Linked DNA regions of Mus musculus: regions 1, 3, 4, 5 and 6 are each linked to region 2. A link is a contact called in public Hi-C and promoter capture Hi-C data. All regions are on one chromosome and are shown on one strand. Each heading gives the region's core, a stretch centred on a gene start, on an enhancer-like site or on the middle of the called end of the contact. The rest is flanking DNA. Distances are from core to core; before and after follow the strand shown.

What was found. Promoter capture Hi-C pulls out the DNA fragments that hold promoters and counts their contacts. A called contact is a pair of places that touch in the nucleus more often than the background predicts. Capture Hi-C pulls out chosen DNA fragments and counts their contacts.
Region 1: a contact with region 2 is called in a promoter capture Hi-C map of the HPC-7 cell line, with 3 times the contacts expected there. The contact joins the enhancer-like site here to the promoter of Mapkap1 in region 2. A contact is called at or near these places in 5 of 39 promoter capture datasets (the HPC-7 cell line, frontonasal cranial neural crest, hematopoietic stem and progenitor cells and 2 more), 3 of 115 datasets of contacts at active chromatin or transcription factors (astrocytes, embryonic basal ganglia and embryonic limb bud) and 1 of 9 other capture datasets (liver).
Region 3: a contact with region 2 is called in a promoter capture Hi-C map of pancreatic islet, with 3 times the contacts expected there. The contact joins the promoter of C230014O12Rik here to the promoter of Mapkap1 in region 2. A contact is called at or near these places in 1 of 39 promoter capture datasets (hippocampal neurons), 1 of 115 datasets of contacts at active chromatin or transcription factors (bone marrow-derived macrophages) and 1 of 9 other capture datasets (pancreatic islet).
Region 4: a Hi-C map of LSK cells shows a contact between it and region 2, with 5 times the contacts expected there. The contact joins the promoter of Gapvd1 here to the promoter of Mapkap1 in region 2. A contact is called at or near these places in 1 of 39 promoter capture datasets (embryonic stem cells), 2 of 484 Hi-C or Micro-C datasets (LSK cells and uterus), 2 of 115 datasets of contacts at active chromatin or transcription factors (astrocytes and effector CD8 T cells) and 1 of 9 other capture datasets (adipose tissue).
Region 5: a promoter capture Hi-C map of hippocampal neurons shows a contact between it and region 2, with 7 times the contacts expected there. The contact joins the enhancer-like site here to the promoter of Mapkap1 in region 2. A contact is called at or near these places in 7 of 39 promoter capture datasets (the 3T3-L1 cell line, hippocampal neurons, liver and 2 more), 1 of 484 Hi-C or Micro-C datasets (cerebral cortex), 6 of 115 datasets of contacts at active chromatin or transcription factors (the 230-238 cell line, astrocytes, embryonic basal ganglia and 3 more) and 2 of 9 other capture datasets (embryonic stem cells and pancreatic islet).
Region 6: a promoter capture Hi-C map of cranial neural crest shows a contact between it and region 2, with 2.8 times the contacts expected there. The contact joins the enhancer-like site here to the promoter of Mapkap1 in region 2. A contact is called at or near these places in 4 of 39 promoter capture datasets (the C10 cell line, cranial neural crest, hippocampal neurons and 1 more), 1 of 115 datasets of contacts at active chromatin or transcription factors (large pre-B cells) and 1 of 9 other capture datasets (embryonic stem cells).

The regions. Positions count from the first base shown.
Region 1 is chr2:33,913,007-33,917,393 of GRCm38.p6, forward strand. No RefSeq gene overlaps it. Among named protein-coding and RNA genes, the nearest start is that of Gm39792, 6.8 kb to the left of the region's middle. Within about 2 kb of position 1,820, at least 28 of the 459 cell types and tissues checked have an H3K27ac peak or open chromatin away from gene starts, as enhancers often do. A contact at or near this core is called in the HPC-7 cell line and hematopoietic stem and progenitor cells, where this site is marked.
Region 2 is chr2:34,403,578-34,408,238 of GRCm38.p6, forward strand. Mapkap1 (mitogen-activated protein kinase associated protein 1) reads left to right here and starts at 3,274. Exons shown (of 12, transcript NM_177345.4): 1 at 3,274-3,677.
Region 3 is chr2:34,104,632-34,109,019 of GRCm38.p6, forward strand. C230014O12Rik (RIKEN cDNA C230014O12 gene) reads right to left here and starts at 3,104. Exons shown (of 4, transcript NR_130173.1): 1 at 2,878-3,104.
Region 4 is chr2:34,752,460-34,756,835 of GRCm38.p6, forward strand. Gapvd1 (GTPase activating protein and VPS9 domains 1) reads right to left here and starts at 2,773. Exons shown (of 27, transcript NM_001356441.1): 1 at 2,519-2,773; 2 at 1,807-2,100.
Region 5 is chr2:34,025,719-34,030,436 of GRCm38.p6, forward strand. C230014O12Rik (RIKEN cDNA C230014O12 gene) reads right to left here. Exons shown (of 4, transcript NR_130173.1): 3 at 81-239. Among named protein-coding and RNA genes, the nearest start is that of Gm39793, 66 kb to the left of the region's middle. Within about 2 kb of position 1,828, at least 40 of the 459 cell types and tissues checked have an H3K27ac peak or open chromatin away from gene starts, as enhancers often do. A contact at or near this core is called in cerebral cortex and hippocampal neurons, where this site is marked.
Region 6 is chr2:34,074,394-34,078,838 of GRCm38.p6, forward strand. All of the region lies in intron 1 of C230014O12Rik (RIKEN cDNA C230014O12 gene), which reads right to left. Among named protein-coding and RNA genes, the nearest start is that of C230014O12Rik, 31 kb to the right of the region's middle. Within about 2 kb of position 2,153, at least 20 of the 459 cell types and tissues checked have an H3K27ac peak or open chromatin away from gene starts, as enhancers often do.

The DNA of each region.
Region 1 (4,387 bases), core at 570-3,069, 490 kb before region 2:
ACAGTGTGAAACACACAAGTCATCACCATAGCCCACAGGCTTCCCCGGCAGCTGCTGTCACTCCAGAGTTTACCAGCTCCCAGCATCAGCATCTAAACAACCCATGACGCTGTTCTCTTTCCCAATAAACCCCCAACCTCTCTGATTTACCTGTTTGCTTGCCTGCTTATTCTAAGACGGAGTCTCATGTAGCCCAGGCTGGCCTCAGGCTTACTATGTACCAGGCTGGCCTTGAACTACTGACCACTCCCACCTCTGTCTCCTAGTTGCTGAGATTGCAGACTGTGCCACTATGCCCAACCCCAATCCCAGCCTGTTCTTTTGTTCTTTGGACATACCAGCAGGCACCCTGATTTGATATGTATGTTCCAAGTATGTTCAATGTAATATTCTTTGTATATTCCCAAATAAATCCTTTGTTTGGAGACATATCAATGATTTCATGTTGAAATCAGTCTTATTTCCATTTGAATTGTCTTTTTAAGTATTTTTTTAACATAAATATATGGTTTCTGACTATCTCTCTTGTCCCTACCTAGCTTAGTGTTCCTTTGGAGTGAAGAGACACCATGACCAACCCACCTCTTATAAATGACATTTAGTTGGGGCTGGCTTACAGGTTCTGAGGTTCAGTCCATTATCATCACAGCAGGAAGCATGGCAGCATGCAGGCAGGCGTGGCACAGAAATAGCTGAGAGTTCTACATCTTGTTCTGAAGGCAAACAGAAGACTGAGTTCCTCAGGCAGCTAGGAGGAGGTTCTCTTCCTCAATGGGTGGAGCCTGAGCACAGGAGATCTCCAAAGCCCACTGCCACAGTGACACACTTCCTCCAACAAGTCCATACCTCCTAGCAATACAACTCTCTATAGGCCAAGTGTATTCAAACCATCACACTACCTATAAAGTGTGTGTGTGTGTGTGTATGTATGTATGTATGTATGTATGTGTGTGTGTGTATGTGTGTATGTGAATGTGTATGGTGTGTGTGAATGGGTGTGTATGTGTGTGTGTGTGTTTATGTGTGTGTGTATGTATGTGTGTGTGTGGATGCATGTGTATGTGTGTGTATGTTTATATGTGTGTGAATGTGCGTGTGAATGTGTGTATGAATGTGTGTGTGGTGTATGTGTGTGTGTATGTGTGTGAATGTGTGTGTGGTGTGTGTGTGTGTATGTGTGTGTGAATGTGTGTGTGGTGTGTTTATGTGTGTGTTTATGTGTGTGTGTATGTGTTTGTTTATGTGCGTGTATGTGTGTGTTTATGTGTGTGTGTATGTATGTGTGTATGTTTGTATGTGTGTGTGTGAATGTGTGTGTTTATGTGTGTGGTGTGTGTGTGTGTGAATGTGTGTGTGTATGTGTGTGTGTGTGTGTGTGTGTACCTCTGGGTTCACATGCACATGTGGGTTGTATGTAGAGGCCAGTGTTTGATCTCTCTCTTTCCACCTTCTTTTTCTGAGGCGAGGTCACTGAAGCTGGTCTTCATTGGTTGGCTAATGTAGCTGGCCAGTGAAGTCATCCTGTTTCCTGTCTTGACACGAGCACTGAGGTTACAGGCATGTGCCACCACTCCCAGCTTTACACCGGTGCTGGGGATCTGCAACAGTACTTTTTGGCTACTTTATTGGGTTCTTATATCTACCACCCTTCTCTACCCTGATCCCTTCCAACCCTCCAACACTAGGTAGGCAAGAAAGAAGGTTATGGGGGATGGGAGAGGAAGGGGTATAGATCTCTTTAGACTACCTCCTACTGATTAGGGGCATCTAGTTTCTTGGAGCAAATCCAATATTCACCTGGCAGGGGATCTCCAGCCAACAGCCAGCAATAGCAGCAGCAGCAGCAGCAGCAGCAGCAGCATTAGCAGGAACCAGCACTGACAGCCACCACCACAGTGTCTCTTAGGACTCTGGCACTTTTATAACCTCTCAAGGGTCCCCAGGATTCCAAACATAAACAGTCTTCAGCTGGCAAAATCACACCTCTGCCAGAGCATGAGACAACTCATAGTTCGTGGCTGTGGACAATCTGAAGCAGCCCCATAGCTCACATCTGGTATCAAAACGAAAACACACTCACGTAACACTTCTGTGTTTCAGAAGAAAGCAAATCCTCACTTTCAGGGATCCAAACACAGACCCTCACGTTTGCAGAGCAGGCAATGTTTCCTCTGGAGGTGCCCTGCCAGACACCCTGTTCAGCCTCTGTTTTACTTCCTGTCTCATCGGCTCAACAGCACCTCTGCCTAAGAACTCAAGAGACTTGCTTTGGTCTCCTAAATGGCAGCCCACGTCTATTTTGGCTTATTCGATGTATCCCCGATTAGTGGATATTTAGGGTTTCATTCTCTGTTTATTATGAATTACAAAAGGAAATGTAAAGGTAGTTTTTATTCTTGTGTATGTTTGCATGTGTGTTTGTGATGTGTGTGTGTCCACAGAGGCCAGAAGAGGGCACTGGATTCCCTGGAACTGCAGTTAACACTTGATGAGCCATTTGATGCTGGGACCCAACCAGGTCCCCTAGCATGACCACAAGAACCCTGGGGCCACTGAGTTGCCTCGCCAGTCCCAGGCTTTCTCTCTATGGACAGCACCCTCATAGGGGCCCCCATGCAAATGCCCTCTCTAGAAAAGAGATTGGCAATTTGATTTTTATTTATTTATTTTGTCCTTCAAATTTGTTGTATGGATTTGCATTATTGCCAATAGTATTTGAGAGTCCCTACTTCTGTGCACCCTCACGAACATTTAATGTCAAACCTTAATTTTTTTAAAACCAAGCTGACGAGTAAAATATGTTTCGTGGTAGCTTAATGGTTTAGTCCCTTGATTGCTACTGAAAATGAACATTCTTCAAGTTTATTGGCCATTTGAACTTCCTTTTCTATAAATCGACTTTTTCTTTTTTTATCATTTGCTGGGTGTTCTATTGGGCCATTTGTCTTTTTCTTATTGATTTGTTAGAATTCTTTATATATTCTGGATGCTAATCCCTTATCTGCAATATAAATTGCAAATATTTTCTCCCTGGAGATAGCTGTTTCTAGCTTGTTTATGGTGTGTCTTGTCACACTGAAGTTTTACATGGTAGCCGAGCACATCTATCAACTGCTTCTTTTACTCTGCTTGCCTTGGGTCCTGCTGGTTTCAGCTGTGACGTGGTGGGCCAAGTTAAACTGTCAGGAACACAAGCCCTGGGGACCGGGGAGCTTTTCTGACTCCCTCCTCAAGACATCAGCTTGAGGGGCAGTGGGGGCAGACGCGGGGAGCAGATGCTGAGAGGGAGAAGGAAGGCATCTGTCTTTCAGTGGGGAGCCAGGAGTAGTACTTCAGTGCTGGTGAGGCCAGGCACACAGCTTCCGTTCCAAGCCCTTCTGTTTTTCATGTATCGTCAACTGCTTTCTCACATTTCAGTTTTATTGGATTCTTTAATTAATATATATATATATATATATATTACACTACTTGTGCATATTTGTGAGCATATACACCATGAAGCATGGTGGAGAGGTCAGAGGACAACTTGAGAGAGTCAGTGCTCTTCTTCTGTCACATAAGTCCCAGGGATCGAACTCAGGTTCTCAGGCTTGGCAGCAAGCGCCTTTACCTGATGGACCACAGTTTTCATCGAATTCTTCACCAACCAAATGCTCCTGGGTTTTTGCTTTTTCTTCCGCCATTCAGTTCGGTTCTTTGGCTTTCAAAGCAGGGGAAAGGAACAATTGGGGCATTATTCACAGTCGGCCTGTGTGCTCAGCTGTTTGCCGGCCCTCTTACCAGTCAGGATCAGCCAGGCTGAGCCGTAGGAACAAAGACTGCCAAAGTTCCAGGGACTCGCAACGCCAACGTCTATGTCTCCCTTGTGCTCTGTGTTCAGAGTGAGCTAAGCTTGGCAGCCTGAGCTTTGTCGCTTTGTTTTTCTTCCAGGATCCATACCAGAACTTATTTTGGGGGGTGGGGGTGGGGGGTCTGGAACATGTTGTTTCAATAGGAAAAGGGATGTGGCAAGCACAGCCTGGCTCTCACAGTCGCCATTTACTGAGACATGCCACTTCCAGTCACATTTCATTGGCCAAAAATAGTTTGTGGGGTTAACATTGACTTTACAGGACTGGGGCAAGAGTGACTGACAGCATCATCTAGGGGGCTCTGTTCTTTTGGCCATTTCTGTCTCCTAGGTATAGAACATGCTCGTCTTTAGGCAAACAATCCAATGTTCTAATCAGCTACTAGTCAGGCTCATGCTTAAAGTTCACCACTTCGTATAATGAATGGGATGCCCTTATCAGAGAAGAGAGCGCTTGAGTTCTCAATTTCTCTTTATGCTTTTCTCTGACTCTCTGTTTCTCTGTCTTTGTCTCTCTCTGTCTGTCTCTGTCTCTCT
Region 2 (4,661 bases), core at 2,024-4,523:
AGCCCTGGCTTAGCAGATGAGGTCTAGGTTCCATTCCAAATAGACTGAGAGGACAGAAAGCCCCAACTTTAAAGAACAGACCTAGAAAACTGAAGATCGACTCTTGTTAACATCTATTGCTTTACAGAGTGATGACAGCGGGCCCCTGAAGGAGCCATGGTGCCATGCATGTAAGAGTCCAGTTGCTATTTGCTTCTCTCACCCAAGTATGAAGTAAGAAACCAACCATATTCTGCTTGAGTGAATCTGTAGGGTATTGGTCTGTTGGTGACTTTAAAACTGGTGTGGATCCATCAAGATTTAGCCTTGTCTTTTGGTTCTTTCGCTAGGTACATTTTTTGTTCTTTTTTTTTTTTTTTTTTTGAAATAAGAAAAAGAAAAAAAGACAGGAGTCTTGCTACATAGCTCCCGGCTGGCTCTGCTTCTGATCCCCAGCCACAGCTTCCTGAGCTGGGGTTACTGATATTGGTGTCCCACTTAGCTTGCTGAAAAGCCACCTCCCCCAGGGTTTCTTTGTTAGCCTTGGTTATCCTGTAGCTTGCTCTGTAAACCATCCTGGCCTCAAACTCACAGAGATCTGCCTGCCTCTGTCTCCCAAGTGCTGGGATTAAAGGCGTGAGCTTGAAATGCATTTTTTGAGACACTTCCCAGAGGATTTCTCTGAGAGAAGAACAATAGCATCACCTAATTTATACCTTCACTAGCTTTATCATGACTTTCTCTTTGGTGCTGTGTGTGTATATATGTGTATGTATGTGTGTGTGTGTATGTGTGCACACAAAAGCCAGAGGACAGTCTCAGGTATGGTTGTTCCTCAGACCATCCAACCTTTTTTTTTTTCTTCTTCTGAGACAGGCTCTCCCTATGCAGTCCTGGCTGGCCTAGAACTTGATATACAAACCAGGCTGGCTGGCCTCAGGTACACAGAATTTGCCTATCTCTGTCAATTTGATTTTTTGAGACAGGGTCTCTCTGTGAGTCTTGGGAGTCAACCAATTAGGTAAGACTGACTGGCCAGCGTGCCTCTAATCTCTGCCCACCTCTGTTTCTCAGCAGTGTGTGTGCCCCCACATACATGAGTTTTGCAGATCAAACTCCGGGCTTCACGCATGCATGGCAAGTGGTTTACTAAGCTGTCCCTCCAGCCCTCTGCCACTGATTTCCATCCCAGAAAGTTAGTCTTACATCTCCCCCAAACTGTCTACCAGTCCTGAATATGGTTCTTGTCATCACTATGAGTGGGCAAGGAGCATGCTGATTCACATGTGTTACTCCATGTTGAGCACTGAGCTGGTGTTTATCATATGTGAACTTATTTGAGTCTCATAACAATACTCAGAAGTTGGCACTGCTGTTACTAATGGAAACATTGAGAAGAGGTCTAGTGTCTGAAGACTAACAGAAATTTAGATTGGTATTTGACTTTTTAAAAAAATATTTTTAAGTAAGTTTACCACTCCATACATAAAAAGTATCCTGGTCACACTCACCACCCCAAATAATCATCCCAGAGCCATTCCTGCCCTCTTCCAAGTTTCTCACTAGTCCCCCTCCTCAAAAAATGTGATCCCAGTTTGTGTTGCCCATAAATTCTTGAGTGTGGCGCCATCCGTTGGAGATGGTTGACCTGCCATGCCCTTAAGGTAAACCAACTCTTCCTCCCCCAGTAGCCAGCAATTGTCCATAACTCGTCTAGGAACTGGGCTTGTGAGCTCCTCTTGCTTCCATTCTGGAATGTTGACTGGCTTCATCTTGTGCGTTTCTTTTTTTGGGGGGGGGGGTTGGGGTTTTGAGACAGGGTTTCTCTGTATATCCCTGGCTGTTCTGGAACTCACTTTGTAGACCAGGCTGGCCTTGAACTCAGAAATCCATCTGCTTCTCCCTCCCGAGTGCTGGGATTAAAGGCATGTGCCACCATGCCCGGCTATCTTGTGCATTTCTTGTACAGGTAACCAGAGGTAGTGTGAATTCATGAATGCAGAGAAGGTATTGTTTCTTCTGGGCCTCTGGCTGTTACAATCTTTCTGTTCCCAATTTCAATGGTGGTCTCTGAGCCTTTCAGTGAAGGTGCTATGTATCCTGTTGCAGGGTATTTGATCACACTGTGAACCCCACGGTTGTGTTACTGAAAAAACCTGTTTTTAGTTGTGGTGTGGCTCAGCCCTTAGCTCACACCTTTAATCCCTCTGGTTGGAATACAGATGTGCCCTTAGTACACACCTTTAATCGCAAACAATGAAGGTAAAGTTAGTTGGTAAATGGAAGCAAGCAGCCATGTTTGAAAGTGATGTCTAATTGAATGACAAAGTGATGCATCAGAAAAAGATTTGACAGAATAGGATATACCCAACTCTCAAGAGAAGAGGGAAGGAGGCAGTTTTACAAGGAGAGTTTGATACAGACAGGTTGAAGAGAGAACAAGCTAGACACAGGTGAAGATAGAATGAGCCAAAGAAAAAGAACCAGGGGATTAGAACAGGTTGCTTAAATTAGAATGAAGCCTAGCAGAGCAATTCTGTCAGAAACTGAGTGGAGCCAGATTGAATCAGTCAGCTTGGAGAAAAGTTTGAGCCAGAATCGCCAGTCCGAGATCAGAAAGTACTAGAAAGGATGATCGTATTCAGCAGCAAACATTTCAGGCTGAAAACATTCTAGGCTTTGATTAGATTCAATGGAGGCTGAAAAATTCCAGGACTAGGTCTAGGTTAGCAGACTGAGATAGTAAGCCTCCAGACGACAATTACTACAGAACGACAGGAGAATAAGTTACAATTACAGTGTCCTACTGTGGCTGAGCACTCGATGGACATTTCATCTGTGCACCATGGCCACTTGTGAGAGTTTCTGTATTAACCATTGTCCACTGCAGTAAAAAAACAAAACAAAATAAAACAAAAAAATACCCAAACTTCTCTGATTAGGTGTGAGAGCGTCACTAATCTGGGTTTAGATAGTAATTTAAAAAGCAGTTTGATACTATGTCCATGTAGCAAATAATAGTTGCAGTGAACTCTTCTTTCTGATATGGCGGTTAAGATGAAGACTTTTCCCTGTAAAAGTAAGACGTAGCTTACAGAGATCCTTACACTTGAAGGTAAACAGAAGTTGGTTAACCTGCTCCAGAAACGGCCAAGGGCAGCACGCATGCGCAACCACCCACCAGTTCCCGCCCCTTGTCCCGCCCCCGGGAGGCAGCGACTTCTCGTTCCTGGCTCTGGGGCTTGCGCACTGCGTCCCCAGCCAAAGGCGTCTTGCAGATCGGGGACTTCCGGTACGCGGGGTACGGTTCCGGGTCGTGGCGCGGCTCTGGGTAACAGGGCTGCTGTTGCCGGCCGGCGGCGGCGGGGTCATGAGGGCGTGCCCGGGGCGCCAGGGCCGAGTGGGCCGGTAGGACTGCCGAGGACTTCGTAGGCGCTGGGTTCGGTGCAGGGGCCGGGAGGCGTGGGGGAGTCGGGACCTCCCTCAGGGACGTGTCCCGGGCGAGGCGGCCTGTAGTGTGGGAGCAGCTTCAGGTAAAGGTTGCCCCAGCCGTCGCCCCCTCGCCCGCGGGACCCTCCGACCTCTCAGCACCCCGCTGCCGTCGCTGCCCAGCGGCGCCCGTTGGGGCTGTGCTCGGTGGCCTGGGAACATCGGTTTCCTTGCTCTTCCTGAGCCTGACAGCTGGGTGTGTGACTTAGGTGAGGAGAGACTTTGGACCTGGTTGTGCGGGGGCGGGGGAGGGGGCAGTCCTTGGCTCTGGCGGTTTCGGGTCTCGGAACTCTGCAAGGTCCGGTGCCCAAGTTCCATCCTGTGAAATCAACTTTTCAAAGCATTGCCAGGGCAGTCCTGAAACGGTCCCACTGATTGTTTATATCCCGAGAGCGCTGCGGGGAACTTGGAGTCCGTTTTTCTGTTTATGGGAGTGACAAGGAATGGTGAAGTTGCGGGGGCCGTGGGGGGGGGGTTGGGAAGAAGAAAAGATTATAGTTTAAAGAAGTGTATAACTCAAGCCAGAAGCTCTAAGATGAAACAGGGACCTCACAATTTGTTACAGCTTCCAATGAATGACCGCAGTATTTGAAACTGTCACTGTTCCCAACTCTGTGCAAAGCACCATGTTTATTACAAACCCCCAAAGGGCCGAGTTCAAAACCTTCCCAGGTGTAAACAGGAACGTGTACAGACACATCAGTTGATGAGGTCGGCCTTCGCAGGACTCACAGAAAGGATGGGTCCCTATTGTGCACAACCACCAGGGCAGAAATAAAGTGCGTTACTCCTATGTTTAGGAGCCACCCAAGCTGCAGTGACAAATCTTGCTCAATGCTATTTGCCCCCATCTTTTTCAGTCACACCCCTTCAAGCTTACTGGACGCTAGGGAGGGGCATGCCAGGTGTCCCTTTCCTTTAAGCTTTGCTCATATCTGCCTTCTGCTACTAAATGTGAATAGTGCCTGCGACGCCTCTATAATCTTGTGGCTCTCTGCTAGTGTTTAACAGCTAACCTTTTAAAAGTCCCTGCTATGGGCCTTTCTTCTGGATAAGTAGGATCTCACATCATTTTTGATTTGTTCTCACATAAACTTTTTTTTTTCCTCACCCTGTCCTGCCTAGACACTTCCTATGTTTTGATTTCTATTGCTAATGCTTCCCATGGTCCAACTGATGGTGGTCTCACTCAG
Region 3 (4,388 bases), core at 1,854-4,353, 300 kb before region 2:
TTCCACAGCTGAAGTTTAGTGCCATAACTTGCTCACAGTCATTATTTCCAATACACTGCTTTCCTTGAGACCTGCTGCCACCTCTTTGTTTCTTAGCTTTTATTTAAAAGTTCCAGGGCTGACAAGATGGTAACCACGTAGGTAAAAAGCACTTGCCATCAAGTCTGATGGCCTGAATTCAATCACCAGGACCCATATACATATACATTCAGAGATGACTAAAAACAGTTTTTCACACACATACACACACACACACACGAACATGCACACCACCCCGTTTTGAGATGGCTCAGCAGTTAAGAGCATTTATTGATCCAGCAGAGGACTTGGGTTTGGTTCCCAGCACTCACACGGCAACTCAACATCTGATCCCAGTTCCAGGGATCCAATGCCCTCTTCTGACCTCTGCAGGTATCAGACATGAACTTGGTGCACAGACATACATACAGGCAAAACACCCATACAAATAAAATAAATAAATCTTTAAATTTTAGTTCTAGTCCTTAGAATTCAAGGGGACTCATGGTCCACCCCCTCTCCGTTCCTGCCTCCTCCAAAATCTATCTCTATATCCCTGGCTCAGCCAGCAAGACCCGCCCCAGTAGATAATGAAGGACCACACTGAGCCTCGACCATGCACAAGTGCTCTCAGGCCCACCCTGGGTGCTGGGACCACCCCTTAGGAAGAGAGCAGAAGCCAGGAGGCCCAGCTGGTAATGGAGGCACCAGGCCTCTCCTCGGGGGCAGCTGGAGGGGTCCAGGAGTCTCCCTCACACCATCTCATCACTGTAAATAATGCCGAAAATGAGTCGTTTTTAAAGAGTGTCCAGTGGGATTCTGGAGCCTTGTTTTAATTATACAAAACCAGCATGGGTGCTCAGGCAGATGCTGGCGCTAATTGTTTTGAAAGCCGGCCCTCTTGGCTCCTCAGAATGCCCTGTCTGGGCACATTTTGAGCAGTTTTCACAGTCACACAATGAAGTCACTCCCAGACTGGGCAGGTACGGGCGAGACACACCAGAGACCTGCCTTAGGGACCTCTTCCTCCTTGACCTCACCCCTACTCAGTCCAGGCTCTGGCCACCACCCCTCCTCACAACACAATCAGCTGGCAAGATGCTCTGAGGCTGAGAAGATGCTGGGAGGGACACACTGTGAGCACCAGCAGAGGTGAGGGAGGGCACCCTGCTTCACCAGTGCGTCCCCTCTGTGAACCTAGGCCTCCTCCTGCTCTGCCCGCAGACTCTGTAATACCTGATTTATTACCTCTCCTTAGTGGTTGAGGGTCAGAAGGCTCTAAGCCAAGGTCACACCGCTAGGAAACCACAGAGGACCCCAGTCTCAGCTCTACCCTCTTGTGGCTGGAAAGGCAGTAGGGAACAGATGTGCATGCGCCGAGACGTGTAGAGAATGGATGCATAGATGGCCAGACAGACAGACAGACAGAGAGTGGTCCCAGAGGGAGAATCGGGGGAGAAGAAGAGACCATTGGCAAATTGTGCCTTTAATCCAGCCACTACTGTATGGGTTTATAAGAGGCAAATGGACCCCTTCTCAGATACTGGGGTGTGGGGAGCCACAGCATTGTGTGGAGCCCCTCTTTTAAAAAATCAGCCAGAAATTAAACAGGGCTAGCACTGAAGGCATTGAGAGATAAATACAAGAAAAAAGCTACAGAGAACTAGGGACCCACACACACACAAAGGAGAAGGTGGGGACCCAGGGGCAAAGCAGAACAGAATAGGGAGTCGGTGAGCTCAAGGTGGGGTGCCAAGGCTGGTGAGCCCTGCAGAGGGACAGGCCTGGGCCGGAGGAGGTGATGGATGGCGTGCCCATCAATTTCTGAAGGCCAAGGCTCGGAGAGCAGCCGAGTCAGTGAAATTTACATTATTAATCTCTTGTAATAATCTATGACTCAAGCAGGCTGAGAAAATAGCCGCAGCTACGGAGTGACCAGCCTATATAAATAACGGCTCCCCGCTCAATTTAATTGCACTCTGGTGAAAGCCCTCTTCTTGTATCTTTCTAATTACTTTAGTTTCATTAGGTCTAGCAGAGAAAGGGAGAGAAAGAGAGAGAGAGCCGTGAAAAAGAGAGGGAGAGAAAGGGGGAGGGGCAGGGGGAGCGTCGCAACAATGAAAAATTCATATTCCGATTTTTTTTTGTTCTGTGAAATATTTAAATGTTAATAGCCATTCCGTCGTTGACATGCTATCTCACCAGTGTGGAGTTAAACAGAAAATCTATTTAATCTACGGGATCTCATTAAATGGTCGTGGCAAGGCAGTGGCTGGGAAGTAGTCAATAGCCGGGAAAGAGGAGAGGGAGGAGGGGTGGGGGAGGGAAGAAAGAGCTGCTAAGATTCTTTAATTTAATTTATTGTCGTGCATGAGACACCAGGAGAGGCGGGGAGACGCTGGCTCCTGCGCCTCCATTTGAGTGGCTAATGATTAAATGTTTTCCATTGTGCTACAGCTGGTATGTATTATCACAGAGTGAGTGAAAAACAGAAACTCTCAGCAATTTTGACTGCTTTCCAAATATTAGCCCCTTTTAAAGCCATTAAAAGATTATCACTGATTTAACCAAATGTCTGTTTGGAGTATTAACCGCAGTCTGTTCTCCGAATCCCCAGAATGCCTCTCCTCTCTCCTCTCCTCCGATTATCTCATCCACCCAGCAGTATTTAATTTCATTCCCATGAATATGCAATGAATTTAATTTTGAACACTATTTTCATCTGCTCCTGTAATCACAAAAAATGCTGGTGTAATTAGTTTCTAATTACTTGCTTTAATTGTTGTAGTAATCATTTTAATTACCCAAATGCACAGACATCAAACGCTAAAAGGAAAATAATCCTCTCGCACCTCCTACCTTGTCTTTCAGCCTCGGTGTTTGATATCTCGATTTTGACACGGGCAACCTTCACTGAGCCGGGGGTGCTCCGGGGGGCTTCTGGGGCTCAGGGAGGCCGCTCCAAGCCCAGGCCTCAACACAATCTGCTCACAGAAATTTGCATGCCCCCCAAAAAACCATTAAGTTAAAATATACAGTTATTGTACCTTTCTGGGCCGGGCGCCACGCGCGGGCTTATTGCTGAAGCCCAAACCGGCACGAGCAGATGGTAAATCATGAAATTTTATGAAATTATTACGCCGGCGAGGTGTTTTGAATAGGAGCAGCTGTGAAGGAGATGGGACGTTATAAACACTCACAGGTGTTGCCATCTCCTCCTCTGCCAGCCGCAACATAAAAAAAAAATTAAATTATAAACAAACCAGGCAAATGTTGTAATCTCTCTCCTCGACACACTCCTTACAGGGAAATTGCTTAAACTAAGCAAAGAATTCAATTTTAATTTGCATAAAATATTTATCAAGGCTTACGCAAATTTCCGCGCGGCTCCCTTCCTGCCAAGTTGAAAATTGCTCAGACATACAGAGGTGGAATATCGGCATGTGAGGAGACCATTAGGCCAGCCCTCCCGGCCACTCGAGCTGTGCAGACGCCACGTGCCCAGCAGCAGGCCAGGCTCTGCCAATTTGGCCTTTTAATTTTTTTTTTCTTTTTCTTTCGTCCCTTTTTTGCAAACAGATTGTTTTTCTCATTATGTTTTTATATGTACCTAAACTGTTAATTAGGCCCTTAGAAGCGTTTTTATTGGGGCCTAAGTGTAACGGGCTGCTTTGTTCACAGGCCCGCACCTTTCAGCGGCTCCACGAACAGGGGTTTTTTTGCCTCCGTGGCAGTCCAGGGTTACGTGCGGGGAGAAGGGCGCCCTGACCTAGGGAGGATGTTTCAGTTCTCCTGGGTGCTTGCGGATGGTGGCCCCAGAGGAGAAGAGGAAGAGGAGGAAGCTGAGGAAGCAAAGACAGAGTCGCACTTCCTCTGGACTCGGGGCGGCTTCTAAGTCAGGAAGCCCTCCAGGCCGGATTCCAGAAAGCAGGATCTTAGCACTTCACAGTGCAGCCTTGTCTACACCTGCCTGAGGCCTTTATACCTCTTCTACCTCAGAATGTTGAGTCAAGACTGCTGGCAGCCTGGTCCGGCTTCCCAGCCCAGAGGAACCCTCCTTAAAGAAACCCCTCACACACAAACTTTCTTCACAGAGTTTGACACCATCAGGGTGGACCTGTCCCGGAGTTTTAGTGTCTGCTTCCTTTAATAGGATGAGACCCTCATGAGGACAAAGATGCCGATCTGGCTCTGGGTGTGTTCTCTGACAGAGCCTTGCCTGATAGCATGGGGTCTGCGTACAAAAAGGGTAGAGAGGAACCAACCGTCACCAAGCCGGAAGCATCTTTTGTTAGTTAGGGAAGTGCACTGAGCCAGGACTGGGCTACTTGGAGTGTGGCCTTTGACCCTACCACATGGGTCACCTGTGT
Region 4 (4,376 bases), core at 1,523-4,022, 350 kb after region 2:
CTCTTCTTCCTACAGTGTTGAGCTGATTCCCCAGTACACTGGATGAAATATCTACGGTCTGGTCTATCTTTCAAAACTACACTGGTATCATTCACATATATATATATATTTTAAAGGGCAGGAGTGGTGGCTTACACCTATATCCCCAGCACTTGGAAGACAAAGGTAGAAGGACCACACAGCACATTTGAAGCCAACCTGGTGTACATACCCAGTTTTAGGTGAACAGGGCTATTGAGTCCTTGATTATAAAATTCTCTTGCAGGGAAGCGGGGAGGAGATAGGGGATTTTCAGAAGGGAATCTAGGAAAGGGGATAACATTTGAAATGTAAATAAAGAAAATATCCAATAAAAAATATTTTAAAAATCTTTTGCATGTATCTCATTCTGTCTGCTTTTCTTTTTTCTTTTTTTCCCCTCTCTTTTTTCTTACTGAATGACAAAATTTGGGTACTGTTAAGTCCCCTTCAAAGTTTATCTTTATTTCAGGAATTCTTAATCATTCTGTGCCATGGATAGTCTGGGGAAGTTTAAGGTTCCCTTCTCAAAATGCTTTTAAAAGCAAAACTCTGCCCGGTGTGGTGGTGCACGCCTTTAATCCCAGCATTCGGGAGGCAGAGGCAGGCAGATTCTGAGTTCGAGTGCAGCCTAGTCTACAAAGTGAGTTCCAGGACAGCCAGGGCTATACAGAGAAACCCTGTCTCAACCCCCCCACCCAAAAAAAAAAAGCAAAACTCCTATCAGTACAAAGGAAACCAATTATACTGACATATTATGAAATGTAAAACTGACATGTATGTATAGCTACATCTTATTACATAAGATAAGATATAGCAGAAACTCACAGACTCAAAGAAATCCATCAACAAACATGATATTTTGAGAATGCTCCAACTGTAAACATAACACAAAAATATCTGTAAATTCTATTGGTGACAAACTCACAGGGATTGCTAATACTACTGTGGTTTGGTACTTGTTTTTATAACTAAAGGCAACAGTTTCAATTACTGGTTTGTAAATAAAGGTGTAATTTTACCTTCATTCTCACTAAAGACATTCTATCTACATTCAATGCACCGAGGAACCACGAGTTGGAAGCTCTAGTTCCCAGACCTCATCCTTTTTGCTCAAACTCAAAATTTTCATTTTATTAAGTTTAATTTAATTGAGTCTTAACGTTAAAAAAACCAGAGTCCTCGTCGTTCCTACCGCTTATCTGACTCCTCACCTTATTTCACTTTATTTAGAATTATGCCTTGGATCCCGCTCGTTTCTGAGGTCTATCCAGGCAGCACCCGTGACAATTCTGTCCGTCAATAAAAGTCGACAATTGAAAGAAGAGAGATGGACAGAACGGACACTTCAAGACCACCAGCAGCAAGTGCACAGACGCCAAGCCCGGCGCGCGTTTGCGGGTGCACGGCGTCCCCAGCCCGGAGCGTCCGGCGCGTCCCTGGCGGCGCTCCCAAGCCATTCGGTCCGCTCCTGGCCTCCCGGGCTCGGCTGCCCACCTGCCCCGGACGCCCACAGAGGCGACCCGCGCTACTGCGCCCCTTCCCGCCCCGTCGCGCTCCCACCCCATCCCCCCCATGCGCCCTGTGTCCCCGCCGCCTCAGGCAGGCTGCCGGAACCCGCACGCCGCCACCCCTCTCGCGGGGCCCGGCCGCGCGGCTTCCCACCCGAGCGACGCCGGGCACGGGGCAGGCCCGGGGCCCGGGGCGGGGCGGCCGTCAGGCGCGGGCTGCGGTGCTAGGCCAGACGGCGGGGCACGCGGTGCGGACCGGCCGGGGACGCGCACTCACCGGTGAGGTCATGCGGAGGACGGCGCCCAGGTCCTCGCTGGACTGCCTCTCGGCCTCGGAGCCGTCGCCCTCGCTGCGAACTGCCACCGCCGCCCAGCCGCCGCCACAGATCGCCAGTCGGTTTCCCTGCCTCCTGCGGCGGCGCTGCCCCCTCAGCAGTGCGCGTGCGCGGCGCCGCGGGGGCCCCTGGGATCGGTGGTCCGGACCACGGCCGCCCTTCCGCTCCCGGTCGCGAACCGCCTTGCCAGGACCTGTACGCCGATCCTCCGCCCTCACGTCTCCGTGTACCTGGTGCTAGAGAAGACGGGTGGAAGAAAAATGACACTCCTCTCTTGCTCGGAACATCATCCAATAGCCAGCCTCTCTCTCTCTCTCTCTCTCTCTCTCTCTCTCTCTCTCTCCTCTCTCTCTCTCTCTCTCTCTCTCTCTCTCTCTCTCTCTCTCTCTCGCTCTTCCCCTTTCACTTAAAAGCTATGCCAATTGGACGGTATCTTCATTTTTAACTTATAAATATAATTTCCCACTTCTCGTTTTGTCGATTTTTATTGTAACTGTGTTATTTAAAAATAACATTACATTAAATAAACTGTAAACTGTGTTACATTAAATAGGCTTAGGTCGGTTTTGTTTTTTCAAAAAAAAAAAAAAAATGAAAGGACGCGTCAAGTTAGCAGAAGTGAACAGTCCCAGAAACCTTAGAGCTAGAACATACCTTAAAGGTCATCGGTGCAGCTCCCACCCAAGCAGGAATGGCCTCCACGTCTCACTTCTGTTTCGGATGTTCCAGTATCAGCTCACTACCTCTCAGGAGTACAGCCTGCTCCTCTCTGTTGCACAGCTCTAAATGTTAGAAAGTTCTGCCTTCTGCTGAGCTGAAATCTGCTTCCCTTGTCTTTCCTCCCTTTGCAGGTAGTTATTCTGCCTGGAAGCAAGGAGAATTGGTTCCCACTTGACAGCCCTTTAAAATATTGAAGACAATGAATATATCCTGCAACACCACGAGTCTCATGCTCCGCCCCCAAGGTGGGGGGAGGGGGAAGTGAAAACTCATCTTCCCAACTATTCAAACATAAATCAGATCCCAGACAGCTTTCCACCCGTCTTCCATACACCTCCTTTAAAAATCATCAGAATTGAACTAGCATGGTAGCTCTCACCTGTAATCTAAAACCTTTGGGAGGCTGAAGCAAATGTCTCAGAATTAGACAAAAGTTTAAACCAGCCTGAGCTACACAGGATGTCTAGACCAGCGGGAGCTATCCTTTGAGACCCTGCCTCAAAAGGAAATTCTTTTGTCACAATTTGCTTCCTATTTGCTACTTTGTTACAATAGCATTGTGGGTATCAAGTAAAATGTCTTTGGTACCATGTTGCCATTCAACAGAGTTCAATTAAAGATTATCAGTCGGGTCTGTTACATTGTACAAAGCACCAACCAGATGAAAAAGCAAGTGGATACAATTTACAATATAAAGTGGAGAGTATCTCCCATAGATTGAGTTTTGTAACAATAAACTAAATTACAAAGTGCTATGAAGAATTACAAAGTGTTATGAGATTCCAGAGAAAGAGACCATATTGAATTAAGAAATCAAGACCTAGGCTGAGTTTTGTGGCCCATGACTTTAATCCCAGCAGTTGGAAGGCAAAATCAGACCAATCTCAGAGTTCCAGGATAACCAGGATTATACAGAGCCCCTGTCTCAAAAGGCCAAAGAAGAAAAGAAAGAAAGGAAAAGAGATTTGGCTGTGACTAGATTCCAAGGTAGATGAGTCAGGATCCCAGCACTCAAGAGGCAAAAACAGGCAGGCGGAGGCAAAAACAGGCAGGCAGATCTCAAGGCTAGCCTAGTCTACAGAGCAAGTTCCAGGACAGTGCTACACAGAGAAATCTTGTTTAAAAAAAAAAAAAAAAAAAAAAAGGAAAAGAAAAAGAAAAAGAAAAAGAAAAAAAATCCAGAAAAAGAGAGGGGGAGGATATAAAATTTGTAGACTGCATAAGGGAAAACCCCCTTGAACAGAAGATTGTGTTCAAAGGCTCCAGAGCTCCAGAGCACAAAATCCACCTGCCTCTGCCTCCCAAGTGCTGGGATTAAAGGCTTGTGCCACCACTGCCCAGCTTGAAGAAAGGCTTTCAAAGACACAAAAGGAAACCTTCAAGTAAAGGCATTTGCCACCAAACCGAACCACCAGAGTTTGACACCAAACACCCCACATAGGGGAGGAAGGATAAATGACTCCTGCAATATTTTCTGACCACCACTGTGGCAAAAACTTGCCCCCCATAAACAAACAAACAAACACACAAATAAATTGTGTGAATGTATAAATGTGTAAATACATAAATGAATATACATAAATAAAAAGAAAGGGAAGGGTTCTAAAGAAGCTAAGAGTTATGAAGTAAGTAGATTGTGCATTGTAAGTACAACGAGAACAGGAATGTTCGGTTCACTGGCCTGAGCCCTGTTCTGTCTGTCACCTACAGATGGAGTGCCTGACCTAGACAGACAGCTTTTAATCTTCCCATTCAGCATTCCCAAAGAATGTAACATTCTTACCAGAAACCC
Region 5 (4,718 bases), core at 578-3,077, 380 kb before region 2:
GCGCCTGTGACACACTCCACTCTACTTGTTCAATGGGGAAGGGTGGAATAGTGGCCATTACAAAAGGATGGCAAGATCACCTGGTGCAGCTGCATTCCTCTGAGTCCTGCCTCCCTGACACTCTTCTCTCGGGCAATACAGTCAGATTTGAACTGGATTCCCAGAGTTCCGGTGTTGTTCATCTGTTCCCCAGCTGGTGGCGCTATTGATAGGTGGATGAACCCTTTAGGAGGTGGAGTCTATTTGGAGGAAGTAGGTCATTAAGGGTGAGTCTTTGAAGATGATATTGTGACCTTGCAACCCACCCTCCACCCCCCACCCCCCATCCCCTCAGCGCTTGCTGGCCCCCATGAAGTGAGCAGCCTCCTCTATCATAGAGACTTGGCACGATATCCTGCTCCACCTCAGACTAAAGCAATGGACGCCAGCCAGCCACGGGCTGAACTGTGTCCAAATTAAACTTTGCATCTTTTCAATTGTTTTCCTTGGGGTATGTGTCCAGGAGGTGAAGAGGTCACAAACACTCGGACAGCTTCTGTGCTCCTCAACCCCTCCCTCTCTTTTCCCGGGACTGCTGAAGTCACAGCTCCTCCAATTGGGCTTCATCCTGCCTCCTTTTGGAGGGTAAGAGGTAGTAGAACTTTCTCCTGGCCCACCCAACCATACCAAGTCCAAACTGGAGCCCCTGTCCTGTCCTGGTGGCTCTCATCAACACGCTCTTTGCCTACAGATCGAGCAAATAGCGGTTCATGAGGTTCAGGTATCCGTTTCTCCCTACTGTACCCCAGGGCCAGAATTCCCAGGGGAATGGCCTCCCTGATGGCCCTGTTCTCTCAGTAAATACCTTTGCCCACTGCTTAGAAGATCTAGTGTCTTCTACCCCTTCATCAACTGTGCCTTTCATGGTCACCAACAGTGTTGCTCAGACACGTGACCCTGTTCTTCTGAGTCCCAGAAGCGTTGACTCCACCCTCCTCTTGAGACACTCCAGTGTAGTGACTTTCCTTCACCATCTCTGCGACTCCATTTCTGCCTTCCGTCTCCACCCTCTCAGCGTCCTTCAAGATGCCCCTCCCCTACTTTCCCAGTGACCCACCCCTCTTCCTGGCCAGCTAACCACGCATGGCACGTGTTCAGCTCACCGTCGTACTCTCTCCTTTAACCATGTTAGCTAACCTTAAGTATGTCCGAAGCTCCTTTTTCTAATCTGTGAAGTAGGGTAACTGCTAGCTGCATGCTAACACTAACCTGGGGGTACATGCCCCCTGGGTAGGGCACAAAGGGGGCACCCGATGAACCTGACCCCTGGTGGTAGGTTTTATTATCATCCTTCTTGGTCATCTGGAGGGAGAAGGCTACACGAAGGAGGTAAAGCCATCACACGCCACACAGTCTGTGGGACCTGTTGAAGCCCTCCCCACAATGTGGAAGGGGAGATTTCTGAGCTCAGACAGGGACTGTGGGGAGGAGTCAGGGATTCGGGGGGAGGAGTCTACTCTCCAGCAATGCGCAAACTCTGTGCTCTTCTTGTTCCTCTGTCACCAGGGCCTATATTAAGATCATCAAATGTCAGCACAGACGCTTTAACTGCTAATGTGAGTGTGAAAGACAGGTGGATTGCAGGTGTGCTGGTGGGAAGAGAGAAGTCAGGAGGTAGAAAAAGCAAGGAGGGGGCAGAGGGTGAAGGTAGAGAAGCCGGCTTCAGTTCCGTGGGAGCCACAAGATGTGTGTTGCGCGGCAGACAACAGACCTGTAGAGACAGGATCAGTCTGTGGGCTGCTGGCTCCAGGGGCAGCCTGGATAGGCTGGGCTGTGGGTACAGCTCTGGCTCTATGAGACTGCAGGGAGTCTGGGCTTCACACCCCTGCAGCGACTCTCACTTAATGAGTGAAAGGCAGTAGGGTAAAGAGCCCCCCTCTGGAAAACAGACTGTCTGCAAAGGCGGCTGTCAAAGCGAGGCCCCGTTGCTAAGGGAACCGCCTGGGAAGTCAAGAGATGAAGTCACCCCACCTCTCCAGCAAGCTTGAGGTTCAGAAGGGGCCTGGCATTCCAATCCATGTCTGCACTGGTGCCTCTCTGGCCAGGCTTCCGAACCTAGGCGGGGCTGAGATCTTGCCTTCCATGACTGCCCACGCCTGGCTAGTCATTAGTCCAATGGTTGACCAAAGAAACTTGGCTAAGCACTAAGAGGCACAGAGGCTCAGGAGAGCCTGCAGGAGGTCAGTCTGGTACCAAAGGGGCCACAGCACCCCAGGGACTCAGGACTTTAATTAAATCCAGAGGGAAGCAGCTCTAAGCTGACGTGAGGATGGAACCCTTAGGATAGGCAAGAAAACTACTGTCTTAGATGCTTTACTACCATGACCAAGCCAACTTGGGGAGGAAAGGGTTTACTTAGGGTCTGCCTCCACATCATACATCACTGATGGGAGTCAAGACAGGAACTCAAACAGGGCTGGAACCTGGAGACAGGAGCTAATTGCAGAGACCATGGGCAGACGATGCTTACTGGCTTGCTTAGCCCGTTTTCTTCTAGAACCCAGGATCACCAGCCCAGGAATGGCACCACCCACAATGAGCTGGGCCTTCCCCACCGCACCCCATCCCCCATCAATCACTAATTAAGAAGGGTTTATTTAGCTTATGCTCCACATTACTGACTACAGGTTTGCCTACATCCTAACCTCATGGAGGCATTTTCTCAATTGAGGCTCCTTCCTTTCCAATGTCTCTAGCTTGTGCCAAAGTAACGAACCAGCTGGTTTAATAAAACTAGCCAGAACAAGCACTAAAGTTTGAACACAGCCAGCCTCAGTGGGGGAGCCTTGAAACTTACAGAGGTGGCTTCTCTCCAGAGAGTCTGACATCTGCGGGGAGCAATCCAGGACAGCGTGGTCTTTCATCCCTACACTCATGGCTATGCTCATGGTCCACCAAGTCTGAGGACCCCTGGGCATGGCCCTGTCTAGACATCCCAAAGACCTACTTACTCGTTTTGTTACTATATGAATATTTTTATAAAGGAAAGCAGAAGACTTGCTTAGTCTCCGGTGGAGGCCATGTTGGCATTATACCCCCAATCAGGTCTTGGGAAGATCTATTGAAAAGAAGGAGCCTTGGCATTGGGGCCAAGCAGAACAGACAGCAAAGGCAAATCCTTGCTGCCATGCCCTCCCCAGGTAACCTGGGGGCAGTTCCTCACAGTCCTTATGCCTGAGGGTCAGTGTGAACATAGGGAGTAGATGTGGGGGCGTCTAGAGACGGTGCACACACAGCTGTGCATGACAACAAGACTCAGTAGTGATGATATCATGATCTTGAATTCCCGCCTCTCAGAGGATGACCCAGTCCTTTCCTGACACAGGTGCCAGCTTTCAACTCCCTTGGCATGTACCCCTTGCCCTTTGAGTGAGTCACAAACAACTTCCTCTCAAGACATGCTGAGTGGCTGGCACAGAGATGGCCAACCTGCCCTTCCTCCAGGAAGCTTCCAGTCTTAAGACTGGGGGTAGAAAACACTAGCAATGCAGACGCCAGGCTAGCAATGCAGGCACCAGGCTAGCAATGCAGACGCCAGGCTAGCAATGCAGGTGCCAGGCTAGCAATGCAGGCACCAGGCTAGCAATGCAGGTGCCAGGCTAGCAATGCAGGTGCCAGGCTAGCAATGCAGGTGCCAGGCTAGCAATGCAGGCACCAGGGTCATGATGCTCACAATGGAGCCTCCCAGCTCCCTGCTGCTTTGTCCCTGGCCCTGGCCCTCAAACACGCTGTTCCCTGTCCTACCAGCTCTTGGAAAGCAATATTGGAAACCAAATTCATGGGCTAAGACTGGACTCTGGCATTAGTCAGATGGGCACCATTCCAGTCCACACTCACGGGCCTGGAAGTGGGAGATGCACCTCACCTCGGTCTCGCAGCTGAGAACACGGGGCACACTGAAGCTCTGGCACGCAGCTAAGATGTGCCCCACCTGCACTGCACCTGAGAATTTGTGTCATAATTACTCCTTGTTCTCCTTGGCTCATGATGGAGCCAGTTCCTCTGCACTCAGGAAAAGGTGAAAACCAGAACGGGCCTGTGATCTAGGCAGAGAGTGAGATTGCTTGCCTGTGCTTTAGCTGAGATCTTATTAGCCTGGGCTCTAGCTGAAATCTTGCCAGCCTGTGTTCTAGCAGGGATCTTGCTAGCCTGTGCTCTGGCTGAGAGATCTTGTTAGTCATCTCTTCCTTGGCACCATGTCTAGAGCCCCGTGGGATGTTGCTGAGCTGGGGAAGTCACCTAGAGTCCTAAGCATGTGCTCACCTATGGGAGCAGCTGGGGAAAGCCAGAGAATCACAGGGGCCAGCTCAGAAGCTGGAACCACCATAAAGTGACAAGCTCTGGGCTCTGCGGCCCAAAAGAGGTCCAGTGAAGTCCTTAAGGAGAGAGAGCGGTAGCTGCCGTACCAGGATCCCACCTGTGTAACCAGGGGTTCTGGGTAGTCCCAGGTAGCTCTTCTGGGTAGTCTGACGACCAGAATGTGCCCAACTGGGATCCAGATAGGGACTGTAACATGAGCTGACTATGAGTTAGGTCACCATCAAGAAGGGCTTGCCTGAGGGCCTCTGTGTTCCTTCACTAAGACTCTGAGAAAAGTTTTTTGTCAACAAGTAGGTGCAGATACATGTCGCCCTGAACATAGCCCCATTTCTACACCTGCTGTCTATAGGACACATGGC
Region 6 (4,445 bases), core at 903-3,402, 330 kb before region 2:
AACCTAGGAAGTTAAGAGAAAGGGTTCCAGCAAGGCCACGTGCCAGTACAGGAAAGCAGCCCAACATTTCCCTTGGGAGGCAGAAGGGAGGAGCCTAGGGTCCCACAGGAGGTGTGGGATGAGGGACCAGGGCGATTGCCTCCACTTGAATTTTAGTCTTTGTATTTTTAAATATTTTAACTCAAATTCATTATACAAAATTTTAAATTTAATGTTCCTAATGATAACTGTTACTGCTGATCCGGAGAGATGGCTCAGTCTGTAAAGTGATTACCACTGAAGCATGAGAGCCTGAGCTCAGATCCCTGGAGTCTGCTAAGAAGCCAGGCTTGTTGGTATACTAGCAGTCTCAGGCCTGGAGAAGCAGAGACAGGAGGACCCTGGGAGCTTGCTGGCCAGACTAGCCAAATCTACGAGCTGGCTCCAATAAGAGACCTTGTTTCAAAAACTAAACTGGAGAGGGATTGAGGAAGATGCCTGATGCTGACCTCTGACCTCCATCTGCATGTGTGCATACCTGTGCACACGCACACACACACACACACACACACACACACACACACACACACTTACACTATAACACAAACCAAAAAGAAAAAAGAAAAAAGGGAAGGAGGGAAGGAGGGAAGGAGGGAAGAAAGAGAAAAGGTGTTACTACCGCAAATAACAAGAAAGCAGAGGACTCCCCAGGGTTGGCCATGAGCCCTGTCACCAGCTCTGAGGATCTTCAGTCTTACTCTCCAGGTAATTCCCCCTCCAATTCCTACATAACTCTGAATCAAACACCCAGCCTCCTACCAGCTCATTGGCTATTTCAGCCATGCCTCTGTTACAGTTTTTGTTTCTGAAACAGGGTCTTACTGAATAATGCTGGTCTGAAACTTAGCACATAAACCAGGCTGGCCTAGAACTCATAGAGATCCGCCAGCCTCTGCCTCTCCAATGCTGAGGTTACAGGTGTCATCACACTTGACTTACAGGTGCCATCACATCTGACTTCTTCTGGATTTTTAAAAATTATTTAATTATCAAATGCACTTATCACACATAAAGCAAATTATAGATCCGGATGTTATCCTAGCACTTAGGAAGCTGAGACAAAAGGATTTATTAATTCAGCCTGATATACAGATACATACATATATATGTGTGTATATATACGTGTATATATGTATGTATATGTATATGTACATATGGGTGTATATGAATATATACATATCTACACATATGTGTATGTATGTACACCTATCAAGAATAGATGGATCTTTCTAATTTTATCTATGCCATTTTCATACTATGCTCTTCTGCTCTGGATTTCCTGTAAGATGGCAATTGATATAGAGGCTTGACCATTTTAATAATTTTCCTATCCACACTAGTCCACAAGTGTCACGGCATTCTTCCATCACAAGGTATATTATGGGCAGGAGTGATGGCTCTGTTAGTAACCTGTCTGCTGTACAGTATGGGGGTCTGAATTTGGGCCCCAGGAATGGTGGTAAATGTCTGTAATTCTAGAGCTATTGGGGCAGGGCAGAGCGACTGGAAGATCCTGGAGATTACTGGCCAGCCATCTCTGGTGGACCAGTGAGTTCCAGGCTCAGTGAAAAGTGAGGCGCACAAGGATGGAGCAGGAGATGCCCTATGTTGATAACTGGCTTCTACAGGCGCATGCACACACATGCACATGCGCACACACACATACACAGAGAGAGAGAGAGAGAGAGAGAGAGAGAGAGAGAGAGAGAGAGAGAGAGAGAGAGAGCACTTATTTCTTCTTGTGTGTTTGCAGTGAACACAGCTCACTGCTAAGAACCTTTATTTCGCTGGAATTTGGGAAACACATTCACAGTCTTACCCCCTCCCTTATCAGGCAGAACAGAACACATCTCCACGGAGAAAGGTAACATCTCTGTGTTAGGGCCACAGTGGGCATTTTCTTCCTTCTTCCTTGCTTTACTTTTCTTTTAAAAGATAACTCCACACCCCACCAACATCTTCCGAGCTGCCCTGTGGGCATTGCTTGGTTTTTCTGGTCTGGGCTGGCTTGTTTCATGTCACTATGAATTGTGAGTTTGGTAGTGTGTCACCCACCGCCACTGTGACAGTGAGCTTGTCTCCCTGTGAGTTCCACTTCCCCTTTGAAGTTTCACCATGTCTTTGCTTCCTGGAAAGACAACATCCTAGGCTTGTCTGGGGCAGGTTCCATGCCAGAGCTGGAGGCAGCTTTCTCATGCTAGGGAGGGTGTGGGCTAAGTGAGGATGCTGTCTCTGCCACCGAGGCTCCTACAAACTGGGCCAGCAGATTCACTGGTTCTCTGAGCTGGACACTAGTGAAAGCTTGTACTCGGTCTGTAGTTGGTGTTCTGTCTGAGATAAACAGGTGCCTGTTCACATGCCTCTGGGGAAAAAGTCACGCCACAGCTGGGGAAGAGAAGGGAGAAGAGACACTAACACTGGAGATGGTAATCTATATATGCCAACTGGCAAGACCTTCCGAACAGCACCACAGGTTCCAGCTACCATGAACCCCAGTTCACAGGGGTGGGAACAGCACCAAGTCCCAAGATCTTTCTCTGGGGACCACAACTGGTGAGAGCTGACTAAAACTTGAACCTCAGAGGTTCTAATCTGAGAGCCCACAATTCCACCCTGCCTGTGCAGAAGAAGAGGGGCTTTGCTTCCACCAAGACACTGTATGGAAGGGGGTCCTTTGCCCCCAAAATGCTGCCTTTTGAGCCCCCTGACTCCCACTAATCCTGCTTGCCATTTTTCTAACAGGGTGGAACCTATTTTTCCTCCTCCCCTGAGTCTGGGCTGCTCTGTGGCAGCTGTAACTCAAAGACAGTGGCAGGTATGAGGTCAGAACACAGATCCAGAAGTTCTGAAAGAATGCTGGCATGGGAGAAGCCAGGGCCACCCAAGACCACCAGTGTTGGGCAAGCTCAAGCCAGAACCTTTGAAAGCTGCAGAAGGAGAGACACTGTTGCCTGCCACCTTGCTGTCTGTCATCCCAGGATAGGGACTGGACATGAGAGCACAGTGCCCTGTGGGTGTTACAGCACTTACAGATGCCACACAGAAAAGCTACATAGCCTCAGATTATTGTCCCAGTGGGACAATTTCTGCCATCTTCAGAAACCCAGAACTCCGTGTCTAGGACTCTAACAGCGGAAGTGGGTTCTACACGGAGTTGTCTGATAGGACCATTGCCTTCCTGTTTCCCCACACTGCAGGCATGACCTACATCCCCATGAAGTACCCATTGAGGGCTGTGATCCCCTTTAAAGGTCCCCCAGATCCAAGGCCACACTCTACTTTGTGGCTTCCATTCCTCCAAAGGCAATTCTGAGAAGGCCAAAGGGACCCAGGGATGTCATGGTACATACCTTTTCCCAAGGTACCTGCAACCCTCAATATACCCCAAACAGTCAAGGTCCCTAGGCCCAAAGGAGGTCCTTCCCTCTTCCTCAGAAGCCCAGCAGGGAATCCAAATGCTGTGAATGAACAGAGGGAACCTGACCCTGAAGGGTGATGGACAGCAAGAGAGATAAGCAGAGATGCAGAGACAGAGGAAGAGAGGGAGTCTAACCTGGGCAAATATAGGAAGGGTAGAGGAAAGGAGGGAAAGAGCAAAAATGGGGCTTATCAGCCTTAAGAAGAGAGATGTACAGAAGCAGAAGGCTGAGAGAGGACATGGTGAGCTAGACCCCAGGCAAGGAACAGCCTTGGGCAGGCAGAAGTCAGGGGGGGAGCCACTCCTCTCTCCCTGAGGCTCTGTCACTCTCCTACGGAATTCAGCATCCCTATTTGTTCCTGCCCTCCCCTCATCTCTCTCCTCATCTCTCTCGCTCTGTCAGGCGCATCTGCCCCTTCACTACCCAACACCCAACTTTAATGCCCTTGAGTCCCACAGATGTGATCCATTGCTTCAGAAGACCCTAGCAAGCTGCCCCACCTCTGTCCTATATAAAAGCTGGTCCCCTGGGTAGGGACCAGCTCCACCTGTCACCCAATCCATGCTTCCCAGCCCTGACTCTGGGGACACCCTTTGGGGTCTACAGCCTTAGGCTGGGAGGGACAGAGCCCCAGCACTGGGTAGCAGTTTAGAAGGACCCCCAAAGCCACTTACTAAAAAGATTTTGCTCCCCTCCCCCGCACACTCCTCCTTCCCCCTCCAATAGAAGGAAGCATAAAAGCAAGAGAGCCCCCATGAGCAGCCCCCATAACTCAGCCAGCCAGCAGAGGCCAATATTTAAATCATAGCTTACTTTGCTTTGTGTGAGGGAATTTATTAGCCTACCACATAAATGTTTTATTCATTAGGCTATGTAAATAATGCATGCCTGTTTCCATGGAGATTTAACCCTTGGACTCCTGGCGCCCTGGCCAGGGCCTGCCCTACCCCTTTGTGAAATTCTACTCTCCTGGTCCTGTCACTACAC